2 separate regions of the Mus musculus genome follow, and region 1 is linked to region 2. The links are chromatin contacts, called in public Hi-C maps. All regions are on one chromosome and are shown on one strand. The core of a region is the stretch at or near the end of the contact, and the rest is flanking DNA. Distances in the headings are between cores, read along the strand shown.

Region 1 (3,329 bases), core at 288-2,787, 99 kb before region 2:
CTTCGGCTGTGAGAACCCTCAGGGCAGGGGTTGAAGCTGTCTGTCGTGGGGATAAATAGAATGGGAATATACAAAGATTAGCATTGGGACTCACCTATGTTTTCTTCTTCCTGCCGCTTATCTTTGCGAGAGGGTGGATTTTAAAAGAAAAAGGTGACTGCAATAAGACTCTTGTTTAGTTCCTGTCTTTATTTTAGTTCATAAGCAAAGAGATGATAGACATTTATATAGTTAGATGGAAGACAGTATGCCCTGAAAATGCCTTATTCCTTTTCTGGATTGCCAAGGGACTAAGGGAACTCTTGAGTTCACTGTACACAATCATTGAGTGATTGTAAATGTGTGTCATTGGATCAGAGAGAGACCAGTGATACTGGAGGTAACCCAGAGGAAATGCTCACTATTAAAAAGGAAAGCAATTGGGATAAAAAGACAAGTATTTCTGAGACTCGGCCTTTATATGCAAAGTCATTATTATATATATAAAGCAAAGCCTTAAGCAGTTCTATTTGCATTTTTCTTTAAAGGTAAGGTAATTGGCTTTTGAAGTTTCATAATTATAGAGGACAGTGATCAAGTTTAGACTTAGAGAATATAAACTCACTGCTGTAGTACTCTACTGTCAGTAGTTGAAATACTGGAGTATATCTGATTCATAAAGGAGCTATAAAATATTGGGCATTCTCTCACATTTTAGAATTTGCATGAGATAAAAAATTTCTCCATTATATTTTCTAAATAGGATAATTTGAAAATTTGGTACAAATAAGGTTTCTCGCCTATTCGAAACTATCTCTGCAAATGCTCTCCCACACTGCGATGTTTGCTACTTTGACGGTGGCAAGCGCTGTCAAAGGAGGCATTTCTTCACCTTGTGTTTTTATGCCACGCTAAATGCCTCCCTGCTACATCTCCGACATCAAGAACACGGCAAGGTGTCTTTTATTTAGAAGTAGTTCCCATTCGAACCAGAGGGAACAAGCAGTGCTTTAGGACTCATTGGCTTTTTCTTCTTCGACTGGTGGCATCTGTACAGAGTGTGGCATGTTACCAGGCGGTAGTCAGAACACACATCAGAGTCACTGCCCATGGTCACCAGGAAGGCTGAGTGCCAGCGATGGAGTTCAGTGGAGTGCTTTTGAGAGTTGAGAAATCTAATGTTGTGAGCTCGTGAGCACTCATTCTTTGTGCCCAGTGTAGGGTCCTGTAGCTCCATCCCTAGGACCACTGTGGGTTTTTTACACAACTCTCGGTTGCTGGAAAAGATCCCCTTAGGAGTTCCAGGACTCTGACCTCAAACCCCTCTGTAGGGCAGGTGGCTTTCTTTACAAGAAAATGACTCAGGTATTTTTGTAAATTTTGAACATGTCACCCTTAGGCTAAGTAGATAATCCAGGATTCCCCAAAGTCACTCTAAAAATCTTTGTTTCCTCCCCGGTTTCCAGGCCGATTTAACTCACTCAAAGGTGTTTGAGACTTGAATGAATTCCCTGACAGGTCCCTTGATTTGAGGGGACTGCTTGAGTAAGTCAAGTAGCTCATTGGCCTGCAGAGTCTGAGCTGGTCGGAGAGAAACAATTGCTGGGTAGTCATCCATAAGCAAGTGTTCTTAACGTTCCAGAAACAGCTAATTGCTGCTCCTGGACTTACAGCGCCCTCCTCTCTTCTGCAGTGCCCAGGTGGTAACCTGAGGGGCCTCAGCCATGGGGAGAACTTTCAAGACAGCGAATATATTCAAGAGAAAGCAGAGTACATCACAAACATTTCTTAAAGGATTTCTGTTTCTATTGATTGGCAGGAGATTCCGAAAATCTGTTTTTGAAATAAAAAAAAAAAAAAAAAAAAAAAAAAAAAAAAAAAAAAAAAGAAGAAGAAGAAGAAGAAGAAGAAACATTCCAAAAAAGCAAATTAGATAAATTTTATGAGCCATACCTTAATTGGGCTAACTATTTATTGACAAATAAATAATAAAATGAAAATTAATGTCCACAAAATATAAAACATTTTCCAGTCAGCCTGTTGAATCCTGCATGCAAAATTTCAGGATTATTTATTTCAGGATTTTTTTTTTTTTTTTTTTTTTTTTTTTTGTGGTTCAAAGCAGTTATCCTCTATCCTGGCATGTTCTTAAGGTGACATCTAGAGGATGATGGGTTGATATTTCAGGAAGCCATTGATCTGTGTATGTTCTAGAAGAAAGTTGGGGGCCAGCTAGTTGGTTTAAACCATGACTCTTGCTATAGTGTATGGCTGAATCTAGATTCCATGAGGTTCTCATGAGAACCCTCCTTCATACTTAGCTCTTGTGGATAAAAATGAACCCAGAAATCTTCAAGCTAAAAATAAAACCATTGGCATTTTTTCATAACTCTTACTGGCATCATTTAATAGCACGTGCGTATTTGAAGACATCACAGTTCCTCTGTGACCGCCTTGAGCTGTGGGTCCACTCTGGTCCAGCAGAACGTCCATTTTGTGCAGAATGGGCTACCTTGAGTCGAATCTCCCTGCCCTGTTTCTTCACCTTTTCATGTGTGATGTTAAACTCTAGAACTCAGAGGACAGATAATTGATTGTGGGAAACCACGACTGAGCAGAAACCTTGGGCACCCCAAAGCTTAGGGAGCAGAGGCAGCTTATAGCACACACTGAGATGACCCGCACTGGATGGTGAGAAGTTGGTGAAGGCCTGGGAGCCCTGGGTAGGAGCAGTGATGAGCTCAGCAAACTTGGGAGGGTGACAAATTTTGGGAACCTGGAGGAGAGTTTAATGACAAATTTGTTTAAACTAATGAAGCTGTAGTATTTGAGCAGCTGCTGCCCTTGTTCAGATGGAAACAGTTGAAACTTCATAGTTTAGATACTTCCTGGCCAGCATCTGGAAAGTCACTAGAGAACAGAAGAGTGTTTGACACTTGGTAACAGTCTGGGAAGCCCCAGACAAAATAGAACCATCAAAAGATCGGCTTTTTCTTCTAGACCTTTATGGGTGCCATTGCTTTTTATGTTTTAATACTCAGACTCCCAAAAGAATGCTGAACCATAGTGTAGACTGTGGTCAAAACTTCTAATAAAGCATGGGACCCTGGAAACAGGTGTGGAAACCCCAACTACTTCTCGCTCCCCTTTCCTGGCCTCATAATCTAGCCACTGTAGAGTCCCTGCCGGAGAGCCTGTGGAGAAAGGGACTGAGTCTTTGAAACAGGATAGTGTGTTTGGGAAGGTGGAGGAGCCTGCTGCCTGGGGCAGTGTGAGTCAGAAGCAATAGACAATGCTTGGAGGAGGAGGAGGAGGAGGAGGAGGAGGAGGAGGAGGAAGAGGAGGGGGGA
Region 2 (3,368 bases), core at 351-2,850:
GAAATTCCCCTGTCCCCTCCCACAAAAAGTCCTAGCCTTCTGTGCTTCTCCTTCATGTCCTCCAGCCTTAGGATCCTTAATTACAAAGGCTGAATGGCTTCCTGCGCCAAGAACTTCAAAAGGCCTGCTTTACTTGACATATATATATACCTTGTCCCATGGAATCTTTACCTGGGTATTTGTACCGGAACCAAAAACCAAGAAATGATGCAGAGGCCATTTTAGGACATAAAATAGTCATGTAACACGGTCCCTGGCAACAACATCATTCCCAAGGCCCTGAGTTAGGCCCTCGATACTTTTGAGGGATTGAAAGAAGAGGAACAAAGCAGATGACATCCTCAAAAATATTCATTTTGTTATCAACTGTTTTTTTTTTAAATAGATGCCTATTTTATCTTGTGAATGACTTTAAATGTGACACGTTAAAATCCCATTTTAAAGACGAATTGAGTTTTGCATACATGTATAAACTTAGACACTATGGCCTTTGAGTTCAATATTGTAGACAAGGAATATTTCCATAGCAATAAATCAAATGGATGGTAGAACTAAACAGAAAGCAGTGTAGAGAACCATCTTCAATGGAGTCGAAACAGAAATTGTACAAATAGCCAGCGTTGACAGAGTAACCTCATTTCAATAATCCAGTCTAAAAACAGCACCCACAAAAGCTTACTTTTCCAAGTCTCTGCCAATAAAGTTATTTCAACACGATGTGTCCTTCCCCTTAGGGAAAAGTGTGAACACACTTTGTGCTGTTGGGGGAAAAGATGTGTGTGGGGCAGAGTCGTTAACTGTCTAAGATCTGGTACAGTTTAGGGATGAAGTGACATGGAGTTTTGGCCAATGCATCTGTTGGTTCCCTTCTGGGAAGTCAAGAATTGGGGGTTGAGAGTGGGGGCAATGGACTGTACCCAGAGGCAATTGTAGGGTCTGTCCACAAAAGGCTCCCCCCCCCCCCACGAAGGACCAGACTGCAGAGTGACCCGGGTCCCCCTTTCCCATCCCTGGGCCCGGGCGCCTGTCGCTCACCTCGGTGTCACTGTTGAGGTTCCAGAGGTCCAAGCGCCCCATCCCGTCCACGCAGGCAAAGAGCGCGGGATGCACGGGGGACCACATGACATCGTACACATAGTCTGCATTGTCTTCAAAGGAGTAGAGCGGCTTGTTGTGCTGTAAAGCAGAGAGACCGTGAAGACTTAGTGGCGCTGCCGCCGCCTCGGGCTGTCTAGAGAGCCTAATTAAAAACTTTGCACATTCACCAAGTGTCATAAAACTTCCCGAGATGAAAGTCCTCGAGAAGGTGAACCGGAGCTTTAATGTGACTACAACTGTCCAGTGGCATAAATAAATCCCCGGGGGTGGGGTGTACTTTGAATGGGCCGGGGCCGGGACCCGCGGAGCGAGGCGGTTTCAGACACAGTTGTAAGCGACATTCCAGACAGGTGGACGCGACTGCCATTAGCTCGGAATTCTTGCCAGGCCAAGCTGTGCATGCAGGTCGCGGGAGCCTGAACCCAGCAGTGGGCTGAGGGGCTTGGACCTGCTGGCATGCTCCGAAGCCCGGGCGGTCCCTGGCGACCCTGGCTCTGCACCGAAGGCAACGTCTGCCACCTCGTGGACCTCCCTTGTCGCTGCAGCAACGATGGCTTCTTCCAGTCCAACTGCAGGCCAAATTCATATTTTAACTCTTTTTGTGCGGCGAGGGAAGGAGACAAATACCTTTAAATGCGGGTTTGCGCTCTTACAGAAAAGTGGAAATCTCTCCACTCAAGACCTTAGCCTCCCTGTATGGGGTTAGTTCGCCAGAACCAAGTGGAGCAATGTGGCTCATTCTAGAACCTCTGAACTTACACAGAAAATATGACTTCCTTTCTAAATCACCAAGGATTTCCAAGACCCCTACAGTTGATGTTCTGAGGGGAAACACAGAGCATTTTTCCACTGCATACAAATGCCTCCACTCCAGAGGGATATAATAAATTAAAATGGCACACTTGATTTCCAGCGAATATTGTCACATCAAAATAGCACAGAAGTCAGAGGCAAGTTTGAAAGTACACCAGAAATAAAACGTAATTGGACTTTATGAATTATTCATTCCATCTGGCTTGTCTTATTCTAATTTCTGCATAATGGCTTTACTAATCCCTGATCAATTAATGTAAAATGAAATTTAAATGATAATGAAAGCCCTAGAGATAAAAGAAATTAACTATTCTTATATCCTCTGACAGAAATCTAAACAATGGGAATTTTTGTCTTCTTCCTCCAGTCAGCTGTCTGCACTCTCTTCTCAGGCTCTGTGGAATGTCTACACAGGCCAGGGCCTTAAGATCAAGAAAAGATAACATACAATGTAACAATCAAATCCTTTCTGCCTTGGATATTCAAAGAACTCATCTGTAGGGAATCCGCTCCAAGTTATCAGCGAGAACTGCCAATGTGTGCTGCTTGTGAATGCGAGATGCCCACAGTACATGGGCTGAGATTAGAGCGGCGAGAATCAGTGCAAACCCACAGTTCTTAAACTGAAACCGAATGCACCGACGTGTTAGGGGAGTGACTGTAACTTCCATTATTTGCATTTCCTTGACGCGTAAAAGTAACTGGTTTGATGCAAACAAAGTTTAGATAGATTAGGGCAGCACAGATTGTAGATAAACTAGTGTGTGTGTGTGTGTGTGTATTTGTGTTTGAGTGTGTGTGAGTTTGTGTGTGATGTTTTTTAAAGAGATAGATGCGTCATATTTTTAACTTCAAAAGTATTTCTGAGGAAATATAATTTGAAAAAAATACCCACCATTGAAACACCAAGAAGGAACAAACTAAACATTTGTTTTATAGTGATGTAATATTATTATTCTGTAATTTCTAGATAAACATGTTTTAAATCTCATTTCTGTCATATGACTAGAAACCAAAATTATTTGTTTATCAGCTACTGCTTATGCCTTCTTCTCATTGTTTATATTAGATAATTCATACTTTTTTAGACAATCCAAGTATCAAATTATTACCTGATAGCATGATTGTATCATTTTGCCTTATTTATCCAAAAGAAAGTACGAAATAGCTGGTGTTTCTCACTGACCATCGTGTATATTACAATCTGACTCTTTGTTTAAAAAAGAATGTCACCACAGACTCTTGATTTTATACCTAACTGGCCACTAATAGAGAATGCAACATATTTCTTTTAGTCATTAACAGCTAAAGACGTGTGATTTAAAGAGGTGATTCTTTGTATTCTTTCTCACTCAGTCAATAGTTCATCTAAGCGCACAGAGCTGAGGATATGGGCACACATGCAATCATACAACAAACACACAACACACATGCCATTATTGTTTTGATCAATTAAA

Evidence for each region. Hi-C and Micro-C count contacts between places; a contact is called where the count stands out from the background.
Region 1: a Hi-C map of uterus shows a contact between it and region 2, with 5 times the contacts expected there. The contact joins two enhancer-like sites. A contact is called at or near these places in 1 of 39 promoter capture datasets (hippocampal neurons), 20 of 484 Hi-C or Micro-C datasets (the 3T3-L1 cell line, embryonic fibroblasts, embryonic stem cells and 4 more) and 3 of 115 datasets of contacts at active chromatin or transcription factors (all in embryonic stem cells).

Annotation. Positions count from the first base shown.
Region 1 is chr6:6,103,544-6,106,872 of GRCm38.p6, reverse strand. All of the region lies in intron 11 of Slc25a13 (solute carrier family 25 (mitochondrial carrier, adenine nucleotide translocator), member 13), which reads left to right. Among named protein-coding and RNA genes, the nearest start is that of Slc25a13, 110 kb to the left of the region's middle. Within about 2 kb of position 1,537, at least 6 of the 459 cell types and tissues checked have an H3K27ac peak or open chromatin away from gene starts, as enhancers often do. A contact at or near this core is called in uterus, where this site is marked.
Region 2 is chr6:6,004,078-6,007,445 of GRCm38.p6, reverse strand. It overlaps Dync1i1 (dynein cytoplasmic 1 intermediate chain 1), which reads right to left. Exons shown (of 17, transcript NM_010063.4): 15 at 1,036-1,176. Among named protein-coding and RNA genes, the nearest start is that of 1700019G24Rik, 28 kb to the right of the region's middle. Within about 2 kb of position 1,600, at least 97 of the 459 cell types and tissues checked have an H3K27ac peak or open chromatin away from gene starts, as enhancers often do. A contact at or near this core is called in uterus, where this site is marked.